Regions from separate parts of the Mus musculus genome. Here all the other regions are linked to region 1. The links are chromatin contacts, called in public Hi-C and HiChIP or PLAC-seq maps. All regions are on one chromosome and are shown on one strand. The core of a region is the stretch at or near the end of the contact, and the rest is flanking DNA. Distances in the headings are between cores, read along the strand shown. Region 1 has its middle 21 kb from the start of Gm5084. Region 2 has its middle 34 kb from the start of Gm35333. Region 3 has its middle 17 kb from the start of A530065N20Rik. Region 4 has its middle 25 kb from the start of Gm35333. Region 5 overlaps A530065N20Rik (RIKEN cDNA A530046M15 gene).

What was found. A called contact is a pair of places that touch in the nucleus more often than the background predicts. HiChIP or PLAC-seq counts read pairs in DNA pulled down with a chosen protein or histone mark.
Region 2: an H3K27ac HiChIP or PLAC-seq map of the NIH/3T3 cell line shows a contact between it and region 1, with 6 times the contacts expected there. The contact joins two enhancer-like sites. A contact is called at or near these places in 5 of 39 promoter capture datasets (the 3T3-L1 cell line, cranial neural crest, frontonasal cranial neural crest and 2 more), 1 of 15 datasets of contacts at CTCF or cohesin (the NIH/3T3 cell line), 10 of 484 Hi-C or Micro-C datasets (the 3T3-L1 cell line, the N1E-115 cell line, brown adipocytes and 4 more), 2 of 115 datasets of contacts at active chromatin or transcription factors (the NIH/3T3 cell line and fibro-adipogenic progenitors) and 1 of 9 other capture datasets (embryonic stem cells).
Region 3: a contact with region 1 is called in a Hi-C map of uterus, with 2.6 times the contacts expected there. The contact joins two enhancer-like sites. A contact is called at or near these places in 1 of 39 promoter capture datasets (second pharyngeal arch cranial neural crest), 2 of 484 Hi-C or Micro-C datasets (the N1E-115 cell line and uterus) and 1 of 115 datasets of contacts at active chromatin or transcription factors (fibro-adipogenic progenitors).
Region 4: a contact with region 1 is called in a Hi-C map of the C2C12 cell line, with 1.6 times the contacts expected there. The contact joins two enhancer-like sites. A contact is called at or near these places in 4 of 39 promoter capture datasets (cranial neural crest, frontonasal cranial neural crest, maxillary cranial neural crest and 1 more), 1 of 15 datasets of contacts at CTCF or cohesin (the NIH/3T3 cell line) and 2 of 484 Hi-C or Micro-C datasets (the 3T3-L1 cell line and the C2C12 cell line).
Region 5: a Hi-C map of cranial neural crest shows a contact between it and region 1, with 1.8 times the contacts expected there. The contact joins two enhancer-like sites. A contact is called at or near these places in 2 of 484 Hi-C or Micro-C datasets (cranial neural crest and nephron progenitors) and 1 of 9 other capture datasets (embryonic stem cells).

What each region holds. Positions count from the first base shown.
Region 1 is chr13:60,224,623-60,227,860 of GRCm38.p6, forward strand. No RefSeq gene overlaps it. Among named protein-coding and RNA genes, the nearest start is that of Gm5084, 21 kb to the left of the region's middle. Within about 2 kb of position 1,744, at least 77 of the 459 cell types and tissues checked have an H3K27ac peak or open chromatin away from gene starts, as enhancers often do. A contact at or near this core is called in the C2C12 cell line, the N1E-115 cell line, the NIH/3T3 cell line and 2 more, where this site is marked.
Region 2 is chr13:60,466,866-60,470,103 of GRCm38.p6, forward strand. No RefSeq gene overlaps it. Among named protein-coding and RNA genes, the nearest start is that of Gm35333, 34 kb to the left of the region's middle. Within about 2 kb of position 1,441, at least 41 of the 459 cell types and tissues checked have an H3K27ac peak or open chromatin away from gene starts, as enhancers often do. A contact at or near this core is called in the N1E-115 cell line, the NIH/3T3 cell line, embryonic fibroblasts and 1 more, where this site is marked.
Region 3 is chr13:60,011,015-60,014,252 of GRCm38.p6, forward strand. No RefSeq gene overlaps it. Among named protein-coding and RNA genes, the nearest start is that of A530065N20Rik, 17 kb to the right of the region's middle. Within about 2 kb of position 1,492, at least 36 of the 459 cell types and tissues checked have an H3K27ac peak or open chromatin away from gene starts, as enhancers often do. A contact at or near this core is called in uterus, where this site is marked.
Region 4 is chr13:60,408,395-60,411,632 of GRCm38.p6, forward strand. No RefSeq gene overlaps it. Among named protein-coding and RNA genes, the nearest start is that of Gm35333, 25 kb to the right of the region's middle. Within about 2 kb of position 1,502, at least 98 of the 459 cell types and tissues checked have an H3K27ac peak or open chromatin away from gene starts, as enhancers often do. A contact at or near this core is called in the C2C12 cell line and the NIH/3T3 cell line, where this site is marked.
Region 5 is chr13:60,067,970-60,071,207 of GRCm38.p6, forward strand. The region is part of intron 1 of A530065N20Rik (RIKEN cDNA A530046M15 gene); the gene reads left to right. Among named protein-coding and RNA genes, the nearest start is that of Gm35193, 25 kb to the left of the region's middle. Within about 2 kb of position 1,507, at least 39 of the 459 cell types and tissues checked have an H3K27ac peak or open chromatin away from gene starts, as enhancers often do.

The DNA of each region.
Region 1 (3,238 bases), core at 494-2,993:
CAAGGTTGGAGGTGGGCATGGTTCTCCTTGTGTGGTCAAGGCACCTTCTTCTGGACCCTCTCAGCTGGGAAAAGGGACATGGAGTGCCTATGTAAGGAAGGCCTGCTTCCGTCATTCTCCACACAGGATGTGGTGATTGACACTCTGTGAAAATTCTGGGACTTCTCTTGACTCCCAAAGTCCTGGATTGTGAGGACAGAGACAAATTCCCAAGTCCTAGACTGTTTCAGATATTTAAAACCAGTGTCACGTGGCTTTAAACTCAGAAGTCAGATATCTTTGTTCATGGATGGTCAATTAGCTTAATTGACTGACTGATACTTTTGGCAGAAGGTTGCTTTATAGACTAGGCTGGCCTGGAATTTGCTACTTAGCTTAGTTTGGCGTTGAACTCAACAATTCTCCCACCTCAGCTAAGAACTGCAGGCCTAAATCTGCATGCCCAACTGTACTTTTCTGTGCATATTTTGTGGGGTGCAGTTTGATAACTTAGACATACATATGCACTGTTTAATGATCAAACTAAGGTAATTAATGTTACCATCTCATGCATATCATTTATCCATGTTGTGGAATGTCACACTTTTGTAATCGTTTAGAAACACTGTGAATTGCTAAGAGTCATACCTCCATACTATGTAATAGATAGATCCTTCTGCATACATGTTGTTTGGCTTGAAGCTGAATCGGAGGCTACCATTCAAAGCTTGCACCCAAGCATCGGAATCGATGACTTTTCTTAAAAACATTAAGTGTCAGACTTGTGTACTTGTGTACGGGGTATGGGACAGTGAGTGACCTTTAGATAGGACCAGTTTCCTCTGGCTGTCACTGTCTCAGGACAGCTCTGCATGCTCTAGTTTTGGACTCAAGCCTACTTTGCAGTTTCTGGTATATGGTGTGTGTGTGTGTGTGTGTGTGTGTGTGTGTGTGTGTGTGTGTTTATGTATGTAAAGGACTTTCCAGAACTGTTGTAATTCTTGGGAAGAACTGAGGGCCATTCAGCAATCTTCGACACTTTATCAGATGTGATAGTAAAGAATGCCTTTATTAATTTCGGGGGTGGGATTCTTAGAGATGAAATAGTGTGACCCGGTGCCGTAGTTCTTCAAGATTCTTCTATGCAATACTAAGATGAGCTGGCTTCGGTGCTTGACAGGGAGTTTCCAGGCCTATTTAATGGCTGCAATTCAGCTGGGCCTGATCTCTACTTGCAGAGGAACTTTATCTAAATTTCACTTTGACAGATAAGCAGGGGAGCTTCAGAAGGTTTATAAATCAGGCTGGAGCTCTGCCAACATGCTAGAAACTGAGCTCCCAGAGAAAGCCAAAGCCTAAGCCATTCACAGTGTTTTCCTGGGTGGAGAGCCAGGTTGGAGAAATGTCTGTGCTCTTACCAGATAACTATCTTGTCAGGCCTGACATCAGCCTCTCTGTGTTGCAAAATGCTCTTTGGGATCCTGATACCTTAATGGCTAGGCCCCAGTTTATTACAGGCACAGCCATTTTGCTCACATTGGAATGCTGATGGTTTCCGGCGACATTTTGGGAAAAGCAACCCCTTGCATAGGTAGGTCTCCGCAGAGATGAGATGAGAGGCGGGAGATGCAGAGACAAGGGAGGAGTGTGCTCACAAAAGCAACAGTGTCCTGAGCGAGGTGGGAATGTACCTTCTCCAGTCCAGCCTGGGTGTCTCAGAGCACTGCAGTGATTCATCAGTCATAGATGGGCAGGGGGAGGGCCTCCGGGCTCCTGACACAGCCCTCTGTAGGCGTGATGGATGTGGAGAAACTCTACCCTTCCCAGGGGGTCAGGTGGCACCAGCCAGACAAAGATCGTAAACAATTCCGTCTTGAAAAAGAGCCCCCCCCTTTCCCTTCCCTCCCTCCCTCTCTTTTCCCCTCCCCTCTGGCTCTCTCCCCTTTTCTCTTTTTTTTCCCTCTCTCTGCCAAAAAGTTACAGTATCCAGCCGTTCCTTATTAAGTTAGAAGTCTGTGGAAAAAAAAAAGAAGGAGCCTGTGCATAGAAATACTCAGTCCTTCGACCCGGCTATTTCTATGGTGCAAGCATGTCTGGAGAAGTAAGGAAATGGCATTCCTGTTTGCTGCTGAGTAAAAAACCAGCTGCTCTCTGGATTTCAGAGGGAGATGTTATCCTACCCTGTGGTCGTCCAAGGTCTTCCAAGGCTGCTCTGGAGAGGCTGTGGATGAAAACAAGAGAGAGCTAGGGGGTGGGGGTGGGGGCAGGGGTGGACAAAAGAAAGCCGTGGGTACCGTGTGCTGGCTGCTGGAGACAGTTTCCATCTTTCTGTTGCTTCCGTGTCTTTTGACATCTTTGGGATTTTGACAAAAGTGGTTCTAATTGGATCTGAATCAATTTGAGCTTTTGATAAGGTGTATAACACCATCCCGGCACCCACCCCTCCACTCCAGTGAAGTTTGAAGAGTTTCTGTATTTGTTTGCTCGCCAGACGCTGTGGGCAAACTCATTCTCAGGCATGGTGCAAAGTTTGAGCTGCGACTTCCGGGGGATGTGTGTGATGCTCCCTGCTGTTCAGGGCCATCCTCAATCTCTTCTTTCCTCTCATAGGCTGGACCACAGAGGCCTGGAGCAGTCTGCTTCTCAGTTCCCATCTGATAGGTCGAGGTGTGCTGGTCCAGACAAGAACTTAGGGGAAGTCAAGATGGCCATCCGTGCCACCACACACTGACAGTGTGCTGACTTTCCTTTACCACCAAACCCTTAGCAGGCCATGTGATGAACAGATAAGGAGTGCAGAGGAGAGCCATCCCTCAACAGCTGATGGGCAGCATAAAGGTGCAATGATGAACTCAAGCTTCCTATCTCTGAAGCTTTACTGGTCCGCAAAATCTCATTCTTGGTCCCCATAGAAACTTGCTAGAGGGTACTTTGATGTTTGCTTTTTGAAATGTATTCCTCCTATATCATTCCTTGGCACAGAGAATTCCCAAACAGGCGTCTGCAGTAGGAAGAGTTTCGCAGGCAGTGGTCAATGGGAAGATGTAATGATCAATGTGCCTCAACCCAACTTCCACCCCCACACTCAGACCTCCCCTCTCTGGCCAACCATGAAGGTTGGAAGGTGAAGGCATTCGTAGAGTCTAGGTGACCTGTTCACCAGCACGGGAACATGGTACATGCAGCTCCTGGGGCTCAGATGTCTGGTTCAGTAGTACTTTGGAAGGTGGTAGGTTTGTGGGGAGGGACCAGACTTGAC
Region 2 (3,238 bases), core at 191-2,690, 240 kb after region 1:
GGCCTGCAGACTACCAGGGTTCTCTGTGCCCAGCCTGCACCTTCATCTGGCTGCTCAGTCCCCTCTTGAGCTAAGCTGAACTTGGAGAAAGGCAGGCTGCTTTCTTCATGTCATTCAGCACTGACTCTAGTCCCAGACAGTCTGTTTTCCTGAACTTTCCTTCCAAGGAAGTGTGGGAGAAGGTTCTGGAAGGTGGCTACGTAAATACCACTTCAGCCAGTGAAGCCAGGACCCGTCCGGAAGTGTCTTGATTAATTTGTTTTCTGAACAGATCACAAACACTGGCTCTCCTCTGAAGTAATATTTGATGAGTTTCATAACAATCTTTTTACAGTAACAGACAAAACTGACTCATGGGGCAATAAAATTGGGCTCTCTCGCTTCCCTTGGCATAGGAAACCATTGCCAGAAGTCAATTTTTTTTAATTACCTCTCTTTTGGTGCTGTTTTTTAGCCAAGAAAATAATCAGAAAGAGAGCACTGTGGCAGTTGATGAGCAGAGGTAGTGGGTTTCTGTCCGTGGGCCGGGTGGGCCTCTGTCTGTGGGCTGTGTGGGCCTCTGGAGCAGGCTGTACAGCAGCCTGAGCTGACCTCAGCTGCCCTTTCTCAGAGCCAAAAAGAATGCCTTCTAAGCAAAGGGAACCCCTCTCTTGGGATTATAAATGACACCTTTCATTTGGTCATCTTTGATAGTTTCTGTGTTAAATGATTTTAATGTGGAAAACTCTGGGGTAAGCCAGCCAACTCCATGATGTCTCTGTGAAAACTTTTCAATCAGGAGACAAATTTGACTTGTCAAATTTGATATGTCAAAAAAAAAAAAAAAAAAAAAAAACCTACGAGAGGTACCTGGAGGGTAAGAGGACTGGCTGCTCCTCCAGAGGACCGGAGTTCGACTCCCAGCACTGTTAAGGTGGCTCCGAAGTGTCTATAACTCCAGTTCTAGGAAATTCAACATCTTCTGCAAGCTTCCACGGGCACTGCACATGCTGCACAGACATGTGTCAGACCAAACACCCACGCACCTAAAATGCAAGGCTTGAAAACAGCTGCAAAAGGAAGAACAAAAGAGAAGCAGCTCCATTAGGCAGCCCAAGACATGCTCTGAGATGTAAGTGTAAGACCTTTTCCTGCTGAGGAGTAGCTTGGCTCCCTCATCACATCAGCTGGCCCAGAGGGCTGCGTCCCTCCATGCAGCCAGCCCACTAGACTGCTGTTACAGCCCCTGTGTAAAAAACAAAACAAAACAAAACCAAAAAACAAAACAAAAAACAGCCAAAGCCACAGACAGGATCCACTGGCTAAACTTTTGGCTACATTGTATTGCTTCCTCTTTCAGCCACTCACTCACTCATTGATTCATTCATTCATTGATTCATTCATTCATTGATTCATTCATTCATTGCCGGCTTGGAGACTTGTGGGCCAGATGACCGGAAGCATAGAGAATTTATTAGTAAGCTACTTTTGTGCCTTGAACACGATTTTCCATTTTATCTTTGTTGTATCTTTGCTGTGGAAATGGCTCCACCCAGTGGTGTCCCCAAGGAATTACATGTCACATTCGTCATAATTTAACTGTCCCCGCTTTAGGCAGACAGACGTGAGTTACTAAATATTTCATAGCATTAAAGTAATTGATTTGTATGAAAATTTATTATCACCGAGATTCTCTCCCCCAACCCAAACTCCATTAGAGTCTTCGATAAACATCATGATGTCTCTCTTAACAGGGAAGAGTCAATATTGAGTTAAAGCAGCGGTTCTCAACCACTTTGGCAAACCTCTTATCTCCAAAAATACTTGCATCACAATTAATAACAGTAGAAAAATTACAGTTATGAAATAGCAACTAAAATAATTGTATGGTTGTGGGTCACCACAACATGAGGGGCTCCGTTAAAGTCATTAAAGTGTCGCAGCATCAAGAAGGTTGGGAGCCAAAGTTATAGGAAGAAAAGTCAAAGCCAGGTTTCTATCATTTAAACTGAAGTGTATTCACCTCCTAGAAGTGTGTGTGTGTGTGTGAGAGAGAGAGAGAGAGAGGGAGAGAGAGAGAGAGACTCTGAGATCTAATTTATTTTTACTAATCTATTCTTTGACAATTTGATACGTGTGTATAATGCATTCTGTTCACACTCATTCCTTCACTCTTTCTTACCCTCCTCCTATTCCACCAAGCCCCATCCCTCTTGTTTCTGTTTTGTGATCCACCAGCTCTAGTGACCGCCATTAGCTTGGGCTAGAGTGTGGAGAGTCCATTGAATTGTGGATAACGCAGAAGTGGCTACATCACTGAAGAAAATTATTTCCCCCCCCCCGCCCCCCACCGCAGTCATCCACCACCATTCACCCCCTGGGCGGAGGGGATCCTATGAAACTCTTTCCCATCTATGGCTGAATGTTTTGGGGGCTCAGACTTGTGCAGACAGCTCTAGCCATTGTGAGTTCATGAGCGTGGCAGCCATGTCATGCCCTCATGACAGCACCTTATGTCCCTCAGATCTTAAGTTCTTTCTCCTGCTTCCTCCACAATGTTCTCCAAGCTGTGGAGGAGACAATAAGGGGGGTTTGTGTAATGCTGAGCATGTATAGTGATTGGTTCTCAACCTTGTCACCAACCGCGAGTTTGTATTAGCAAATGCTCCCTGCAAAGATAAACTTCTTTGAACAAACTTGAGGATATTGCTAGACTACAGAGCAAGCATAACTATTAAGATGCAGCTTAACAAATAAGCTTAGCAAAATAAACCTAGAAGGCTCATCCCTAGAGCCAATGGCTCCCCTAGCCATGGGTCTTTGACCAGGCCCACACTGTTGGACACGAGCTCCCACCTACAAAGTGGGCCTTGTATCCAACTTTAAAACTCAGTTGGTTACCCTCATAACAGCTGTGATTTTCATCATTATTTTGTGGGTGTGAATGTTTGCTTACATGTATGTATCTGTACCGTGTGAGTGACTGATTCTTACAGAGATCAGAAGAAGCCATTGGATCTCCTGGAATTGTAGTTACAGATGGTTGTGTCATGTGAGATGTTGGGGACTGAATTCAGATCTTCTGCAAGACCAACAACTGCTCTTAACAACCACTGAGCCGTCTCTCCAGGTGTTCATCGAGCACTTTAAAGTTTTCATTGCAGGCATCTTTTGTTTCCTTGGTGTGGTGGTTTGAATGTGCTTGGCCCAGGAAGTGACACCACTGGGAGGTGTGGACTTGTTGGAGGAAGTGTATCAT
Region 3 (3,238 bases), core at 242-2,741, 210 kb before region 1:
AGGCAGACAGGGAAGAGAGCAAGGGGCTGAACGGCTGGTGATTTCCGTTTCAAGATCTTGCAAATAAGAACAAGAAAATGGGACTGGAAGTAGAGATCATTTCCTGCTAGATACTTCTGTGATCTAGAGTTTCATCTTCCTTAGAAATGGTGAGACACGGAAGACAAAGAGCATCACACATTTTTTAAAAAGTGATTTATTTTTAACTACGTATGCATGTGCATCTGTGTGGGTTTATCCACATGAGTGCAGCTGTCTGCAGAGGCCAAAAGAGGTCATTGGATCTCCTGGAACTGGAGATACAGAGTGAGGGTCCTCTGGGAGAGGACCACATGCTCTGAGCCACTGAGCTGAGTCTCCAGCTCCAGCATCACATTTGCTTGGTTCAGATTCACAAGTTGTAAAATGTTAAAATGTTTCTTTATTTACTTTTTTCTCAAAGAGCTGAGAATTGGCCTAGGGCCCCTGAGAGGGCTACACAAATATTTATCACTGAACTATACCCTCAGCTCTTTGTTGTGTTATAGTTAGTGCATGTCATAATACATGCATGTGTTTTTGGTGCGTGGTATGGTGTTGGAGGTCTGTGTAGGGATCGGTGTCCAGTGTATGGATCAGTTCACATAGTTGTTCATTTGTGGTATGAATGCTTGCAGCATTTGCCTTTCCAGATACTCAGGAATAGTCAATGGAATATTGTCAGCCATTGTCACCCTGCTGTGCGATACAAATCAAATTCGTAAGATCTGCCTGCCATTTTATTTTGTACTCTCTGACCACTCTTTTTCTGTCCCCTTACCCACTTCCCCACCCCTCTTCTGCTTCTGACAGCCACTGTGTTATTCAGCTTCTTCAGATCACCATGTAAATAAGATCATACTTTTTTTTTCTTTTAATCTGTCACTTAAAGGGAAGGGACTCCCCAAATCTAACTGATTTGCTCAAATCTTCCAGGGAGTGACCTCTTTTTCCATTACTGTTCATACTCCCTAGCCATAGCTTGGGAAATCAGGGCCTAGATTCTTAGCAGTGTTAAATTCTAAGACTACTTGGCAATGAAAACCCGATCTGAAGGAGTCAGAAGTTTGGATTTGAGTCTGGGCCTGCTGCCTTCCAAACAGGTGACCTTGAAGAAGCAACTGCCCCTTTGTGGTTAAGACTGAAAAAAAATTGGTTCCGATGATCTCCAAGCTCCAGCTATCAGACCCTGTGATATCCTTTACCGAGCCAGGAAGTTATGCTCACATCTTTCTCTCAATGTAATTCAGTCCAGTGTGGGGGAGCAGCAACAGACAGAAACAACTTCTGTTATCCCCCTTCTATCCCACGAGTCAGCACCAATTCCGTGCCAACCGTGTCCTTCTGTAAAGGATAGAGATCTAACCCACCAGGCTTCACCCGTCCTCATGAAACACGGAACAGAGGAGAATAGAGAAGGGTGCGGGGAGGGAAGGAGGAAGGGAGGGAGAGAAACAGAGGGGGAGAGATTATGTATTCACACTGAGCAAACCAAGCTTGTCTCATTCCTGGGCCCTGTGAACAGCTGTGGCCACAGCTGAAATATTCAACCCTACCAAATGACGACTTTCCCAACTCGGCCCCTCGCGTGCACCAGTGAAGTCACCAGCCGCTCAGTTTCCCAGCTTAGTAATGTGCGGGTCAAAGCCAAAGACATATTAAGAACAGATGGCCCAAGCTGACAGGGACAACTGCTCCAAAATATACTCATGGGGTGTGAGCTCTAATGCAAACAGGGGTAGGATGCTCCTCAGAGCATGCTAAACGTGCCTTTGGCTCTTTCCAACTCTCCACTGTTCCACTAGCATGTGACTGAGACTGTTGTGTTCCTCCACTTTGCTAATTACTGACCCCCCCAGAGAGCTGATCCAGAATGGTATCGAAAGATGGGGTCCCCAGGACCCTTGGAAACGAAGAGCATGATTCAGGTTGGCTTTCATTACCTATTCACTCGGTCAGTGACAAGTTGTTTAGAAGCCAATGACAAGCACCCCTAGTACCTACAGCAGTGTCATGCACTCTCACAGTCCTTCAAATGTTTACTGAGAATCTTCTATGAGCCATTATCTCAAAGACGGGCCTGTCTAATCTCTAAGAAGAACACATGCAACAAATCCAACCTCCTAGTTGACTTACCCCTCACTTTTGTAACACGGGAGTGTTTTATATCATATTCTTCAAATTTTTAAATGTTGCGTTGCCCACACAGCCGAAGTCTGTGCAATACAGACTGTGTCTAATCCAGAGAGCCTTGGTTAGCTGTTTTATGCTGAGACTCAATTAGTCACAGCATAGGGAGGTAGGTGATATCCAGAGCCAAAGCTGGGTCTTGCTATCATTCTCAAGAGGTTATGGGTACTTGGGGCCTTTGAAACAGGTACAGCTTTGTTATGGGTAGGCAGCGCTTAGATTAGAAGGTTTCCAGAGTGAATATCCAGGAGGAGGATGAATGGAGGGTCGCTCATATCACAGCAGGCTCCTTTGTGTGCACTGCTTGTAGAGGCAATCCTTGTGAGTAATTCCAGGCTTGAAGAAAGGGTTTGTGGGATAAAGTCTGACCCGTGGAAGGCTGCACTTCAGCGCCTACCTGTTGGAGGAGGGGCAAATACAGAGTTGGTCCTCTGCATCAATAGGTTCCACGTTCTCAGGTTCAGTCAAGCATGCATGACAATATTCCAAAAGATCAGGTCTGTACCAAGCATACCCACACACCCTTGTGATGATTCACTGAGCAATGCAGTGGCTGCTTACATAGTCTTTGCATGGTATTAGGCATTAGAAGTAACCTTGGGACCATGACAAGTCTGTGGAGGATGTATATAGGTTGCGTGAAGAAGCCAGAAGCTTCTCTGAGTGTGTCCAGCTGGACTGGGCAGGATATGCATAGGTTAAGAGAAGATTGGTAGCTGCCCTTCCTTGCTGCTGCTCAGAGCTGTGTTCCACTGTCTGCGGTTTCCACTTGTCCTTCTTTATAGCTCTGCATGGACTATGGATGTCTTGAAGTCAAGAGTCAGAGTTTTAGATCAGTGCCAATGTTTTCTGCAGTGAGCACTGTTGAGTAGGTTTCTCAGGAAGGTGGGTTTCATTAAATAAAAGATCTTTGCACTGGGCCTCTGATCCCAATTGCAAGCTCAGCTGGGTAGTAGGGTAGTGATCCCCTCCATTATTGTTCATCAGACTCTAGAAACTTCTTCTTCAGCACAGGGTGTGGCCGAGAGAC
Region 4 (3,238 bases), core at 252-2,751, 180 kb after region 1:
TGGGCATCAAGGCACATAATCCACAGAGCCACAGAATGGGTGGAAGAAGGTGCCCGACTCACTTTTGCCAGCCAGAGACATCCCAGGAGTGAGTGAGTCCAGAAGGAAGTATCTTGCTCTTTGTCATTCTGGATGAGCTAGAGATAATGACCCTGGATTGATTATCCCTTGTTGGGGTGGGTATGAGACGCTACCTAAAAGAATAAGCAAACACTAGAGCATAGACATCTGAGCCATAGGAAAAGCGAACCTTAATGATTACACTGGAGTTCCTGAACACAGCTGGGGTTTCAGAGACAATGGATATATTCCCTTCATCCAAGGAGTTTAGGGCCTGTGGGTACCAGAGATGCTTCCTTCCATACTACAGTGGGGCAGAATTGGTCCTTCACACAGGGAAGCAGCACCTGGCAGAGGCAGAAACCCACTTAGGGAAAAAGAAGAAGGAGACCTGGGATGGTGAGGTTGTACAGGCAGGATGGCTGAGATGGCACAATTCAGGAAATGCCAGCTTCCTGGTGGTTTGAGTAGGAATGGCCCCCACAGACTTGTGTGTTTGCATGTTTGACCCATAGGGAGGGGCACTATTCAGAGGTGTGGCCTTGGAGGAAGTGTGTCACGGCAGGGGCTGGCTTTGAAGTCTCAGATGTTCAAGCTAGGTCGGGCGTGGGTCATTTGCTTTTCCTGCTGTCTGTGGATCCAGATAGAGAACTCTCGGCTCCTTCTCCAGCACCATTTCTGTCTGTCTGCCTTCCACCATGTTTCTTACACCATGACAAGGATGGACTGAACCTCTGAACTGTAAGCCAGCCCCAATTGAATGTTCTCTATAACAGTTGCTGTGGTCATGGTGTCTCTTCACAGCAATAAAGCCCTAAGGATAACACCAGGGAACAAGGGTATACAGGAAGCCAGTGGTATACTTACCAGAGGGCTGTTACTGAACACAATTCAAGAAATAGGGGGGACCCAAGGCAGGAGGCAGAGTGGGACAGACCAATAGCCGTCTTAATGGGCACCTTCAGCCAAACCAGCAGCAGGCAGTGTTCACCCTGCAAGCCCTCTGTCCCCACCCCTCTGCTTTGAACGATACCCAGAACTTTGGGATCCTGGAGTCCAGAGCAGCAGGAGATCGCTTATTCGCGTGTTCATAGCAAAATGAGCGAAAACATGGTTCATGCAGAGTCAGTATATGGGTTTTTTTGTTATTGATGTTGCTTTTTGTTTGGTTGGTTTTGTTTGTCTGTTTGTTGTTGATGGAATTAGTTACAGCCAGTCTCTCTTATCCCCATATTCCTAGTAATTCCAGGACTTGGATGGCGGGGTAGGGAGCCACAAAATTCCTCGTCATAAATCCTAGGGCCCATCCCCAACAGCCGAGGCTCAGATGCGAATCGTTTTTCATTTGGTCTCAAGTCATTTTTTGAAAGGCCTGTTTTTCATTAGGAAGGTAACTTGAGAGTCCCTGGGGGAAGGAAGGGGGTGTGCGCCAGGCAGAAGAGAGCTGATTTTCCCTTCTGACTCAGGCTTGCTCTTTCCCTGGCTCTCCTTGGTCTAAGTGCGGCCAAGCCTTTTGCAATTTATGGAGACAAAAGAAAGAGAGGGAGGGGGAGAAAGGGAGGGAAGGGAGAAATCACACATAAATCTTAGATTCCACAGCAATTTTATCGGTGTGTGTGTGTGTGTGTGTGTGTGTGTGTGTGTGTGTGTGTGTGTGTGTTTGCTTGCATATTTTCATAAAACAGGCACAGTCAAAAGGCACTGGCTTTTTTTTTTTTTTTTTTTTTGGCCACACGGGTGTCTGTCATGGGTTGAATACGTCCCAGGTGTGGCTCCTTCAGCATTCCGTGTACACATGGTTCTCATTACTGCATCCCCAAGGGCTTGGAAGCACGCGCTTCTACCTCCCCCACACAGCCACAACTGAGAACAGGCAGATGCCAACTGGAAGGGCAGTGTTAGAAAACCAGTACTGGAGATGAAGCCTGCACAGGCCTGTAAACTGCAAGCCATCTCCTACCCCACCGGGTCTCACAGGCCTTCTCTAAATGCCCATCCCTGAATCTACTGGTGACTGGACACAGAGATCCTAGGGCACAAGAGAACCAAGGCCTAAGGAGGCCACATCATATCTTCTGGTGACCACTTCATTGTCTGTCTGTGGGTCTGTGAATAAACTCATACTACTGTGATGAGAATATTTGGATTTTTAAAATGCTTTCATTTGACAATCTCTTCTCTAAAGGGCTATTTATAGTAAGCAGAGAGTTGAGGTTAGATCAAGAGCTCGGTGCTTACGAATGCTTTCTGCTCTTCCAGGGGACTTGGGTTTGGTTGCCAGCACCCAAGTCTCACAACTTCTGCTCCAGGGGACCCAGCACCATCTTCTAACATCCAGGTACTTGTGTACCTGCACAAACCCACGCACAAATGCACATGTGCACACATAACTAGGAGTAAAATTACATCTTAGTGATTCTCTTTCCTACTGTGATAATAAGGGGAAGAGAAGCAGCTCGGAGATTGTGCAAGCAGGCGGCCACGAGCCTTAATAAAGGATGCTTTGAGACTTGGGAAAGGTTCTTCTCCTCCTGCTACTTTGGCTTCCTCCTCTGGAAAACTGAGGGTTAAACCACATGATCCCTTGGCAGCCTCCACCATTGGAATACTGAGCTTCTCCTTATTGAATATAGGTCCTTAAAAAAAGAAAAGTAAAACTATAAAGATAAATGCAGGATTGACTATATAACCCTTATCCAAAAAGGTACAGGAACAGAAAGTGGGCATTGCAGTTGAACACACCTAACCCAAAGTATCAAAAGTGCAAAATGTCCCAACCTATACCGATCTTGGAAGGCTGTGTGGGTCCTCAGGACGTTTTAGGGGACTGGAGTATATTGATTTCAGATCTTCATATCAGGGCTGTTCAGCTTTAGCATTCCAGTTACAACAAAGAGAAACTACAATCTTCCATGGTCATTAAGAAAGGTAAGTCGCCATTAGAGTGGGAGTGTGGAAATGCTTTAGGCAGGTGCAGCTCACCGAAGACAGACTGGAGTTCGTTACCTTTTTGGCCCTTCCTTCTCAAAGACTCAGTCATGAAAAAGCAATCTTACAAAACACAAGCTTGTTGGACTTTGAGACCAGGCCTAGAAACAGCAGCAGACGCAAGACTGAGGAGGAATGATCTTTGCATTTGTGATCAAAGGTCTGACCCAGATGTCCCCTGCCCCTGTCA
Region 5 (3,238 bases), core at 257-2,756, 160 kb before region 1:
TGGCTGCCACAAGTTGAGCATCCCCCAGCTCTTTTCCACAATAAGTTCTTTCTCACCACAAGACTCCAGAACAGTGGAGCCAAGTGACTGTGTCTTGAAGTCAAAGGAACTAGGTGCCGAATTGATCTTTTCTCCCCACAGGCTGACCTCCTCAGGCATTTTGTCACCTGAACTGAAAGCTGGCTGATGCAGTGACGGCGGTTCTATGACATCCATGGGACATGCTGATCCCTCTTTCTGTCTGTGGGTGCTCAGAGGAGGGTACGATGTGCTGTGCTCTTTAGTTTTACATTTGCTTATGTTGGGAGCCTCCAAACTGTTTTGCACAGTGAACTCATTCATAGGAATTTCAGCCACATTGCAATGTCTTCATTAACCTATAAACCCAAAGGAGTTCAAGTGTACATTTGGCACAGTGAAGAGAGAGCTTACGCTGGTGGCTATTGAGATGACATTGACCCAACCTTTGGAGCCCGTTTCTAGCCTTCATGTGCATATGAAAAACATTTCCTCTCTTCCTAGTCCCAAAGACACCCAACAGAGTGTGGCAGAAGAGGGGCAACTGCTCTGGGAGGTAGAGGGGTGTCATAGAGGGGTGTCATAGTAGGGTTGCCATGGGATCGGGTCACATTTGCTGAGCCTCTTCGTGGGCCATAGTAAGTTTGCATGATGTGGGAAGCAGCCAGGTTGGTCCAACTGAGGAGATGCTTGCAGGTATCTGCAGGCTGTCAACCTGCAGAGTGGATCATCCAAAGGACGTTTCTGCAGGCAGGACTCAGACCTTCAGACCTCCACCTTTGACTTAGAGAGCAGGAGTGTGTGTGTGTGTGTGTGTGTGTGTGTGTGTGTGTGTGAGAGAGAGAGAGAGAGAGAGAGAGAGAGAGAGACTGTGAACTTACATGAAGCTATATGTACTTTGGAACTGAGACACCCCCTCCCCAATTTAAAACATCTCTCAACGAGATGACCCTGCCCAGCTATGTTGTCCATAGCCTTGAGTCCATTTTTTGACATAGTAGAGATAAGGAAGGTATGTGCCAGTCCCAAATGAAAAAAGTCAGGAACAGTGCTACATTAAGGAGGTGGGGGGGGGGTAATACCCCTAAAATCTAGGGGGAAAGTGTAGCGTGAAATTAAAGGCAAACTTGCCTATGATCCTGTTTCCCCATCTGAGCCTGGGAGATAAAAAGTGTAATAAATTCACTCATGTACACTCACTTTAAATATCAGAGCAGATCGGCAGTCTCACTGATGTGTGGTCAGACTTTGAAGTCTATCTGAGCTCCCTGGAATTCGCCCAGCCACTTTCCAGACCATGTAATCCATTGCAGATCCGGCCGCGTTATGCATTCCAGATGGTCACTGTCACTCTTCGTGGGTTCTCTCCCCTCTTTAGGTTACTGGGGTAATTGGGGAATAAGGAACGCATGCCCCAAAGTGAAAAGTGACATACCGTCACTGCCCTGCGTGGGCACCAGAGAGCCAAGAGAGTTAAACACTGTGCCTGGATGGAAGCATGGGGAGAGGGCAAGGAGGGAAAGGCCTCCAGGGTTCAGCTTGCAGCTTGCTAAGCCAGGAGGCTCCAGTGAGCTGGGAGAGCCAGCATTGCCTCAGGTCTGGGAAAGCAGAGCAGAAGCCCTAGCTCTCTTCCTTCTCTGGGTCTTACGGCCAACAAACCATTTCCTTGACTCTCAGATCAAGTGACCCAGTGATTGGGCCTCAGAGTCAGCATAATTATAACTAGAGGGAGCACTGGTTATCTTTACAGCTGGATAAGGGGAAAAGCTTTTACACGTCAGAAACATCCTCTACCTAACCTGTAAGGAGAGTCTAGGAAGCTGGAGAGCTGGGTACATGCTCACTAAGTTGAATTTATCTTTCTGTTTAATTTGAGGAAAAAAAAAGTCTCATGTAGCCCAAGCTGGACTCAAACTTGCTCTGTAGCCGAGGGTGGCCTTGAACTTCTGATCTTCTTGCCTCTACCTCTTGAGTGCTGAGGTTCCAGACAGGTGCTCTGTGGCCTTTTTATTCAGTACTGGGGATCAAATCCGGGGCTTGGTGCATTCTACCAATTGAGCTACACTCTTCCCCAGGCCCGGGCTTGCTTGATTTAATTCATTGTGAAAGGCTGCCAAGTGTCTTTTAACCCTCATGTTTGTGGTGATTGGACTCTCTAGTTCCTCACACAAAGTCAACATATGTGGTTAATAGGCAAAAAAAAAAAATGGTCACCAAAGGGACTGGTTTTTTTTTTTTTTGTATCCCTTCCTCCCCTGCCTGGTCCAGCTTGCCTGATTGAGTTATGTGGTGGCCTGTGTCTGTGACTGAATGTGCCTTTGAGTTACATTGATGTTTGATTCAGATTTATGAATGAAGTGAAATAACAGCACAGTGTGTATGTGAGCATGTGGGTACATGTGCATGTATGTGTACACATGTATACATGTGTGCACATGTATATACATGAATGTAGACCTCAGATAACCTCCTTTCTACCCAAGGAGGCAGTCATTCCAAAAAAATAACACCAGGGCTATGTAAAGTAGATCTCTCCTGCTAATGCTATGTATAGTTTTTCCCTTTTGTTTTTAAAGATTTATTTGCTTTGTGTGTGTGTGTGTGTGTGTGTGTGTGTGTGTGTGTGTGTGTGTATGTGTGTGTATATGCCACATATGTGGAAAAGTCCATAGCAGAGAGTAGACAGCATTGAATCCCATGTGGCCTCTAGAAGAGCAGGCAGCACTCTTACTCTGAAGAGCCAGATCCCTAGTTCTTCGTTGTCTTTTGAGACAAGGTTTCACTATGAAGCCCCGGCTGCACATGAATTCATGATTCCCCTACCCCCACCCCTGTCTTAGCCTTTGGAGGTCTAGAATTACAGACGTCATGTAGTATCATCCTTAGGTGAGAGAGGACATGTGTATGTGAGCATGTGGGTGCATGTGCATGTATGTATACACATGTATACATGTGTGTACATGCATATACATGCATGTAGAGCTCAGATAACCACATCCAATGTCATCTTTAAATGCTACCTTGCCTACTTTTCTTTTTTAAATTGAGGCAAAGCTGAGAACTCACCCAACTAAAAACTAGGAGGTCAGGCTGGTTGGCCAGAGAGAAGGTCTGAGTGGTATGCCCCGCAAGGACTGGGATTACAAGATCACAACACCTCACCCGACATTTTTGTTTTTGCTTTTCTTTTATGTAGGCTCTGAGGTCAAATGCAGATCCT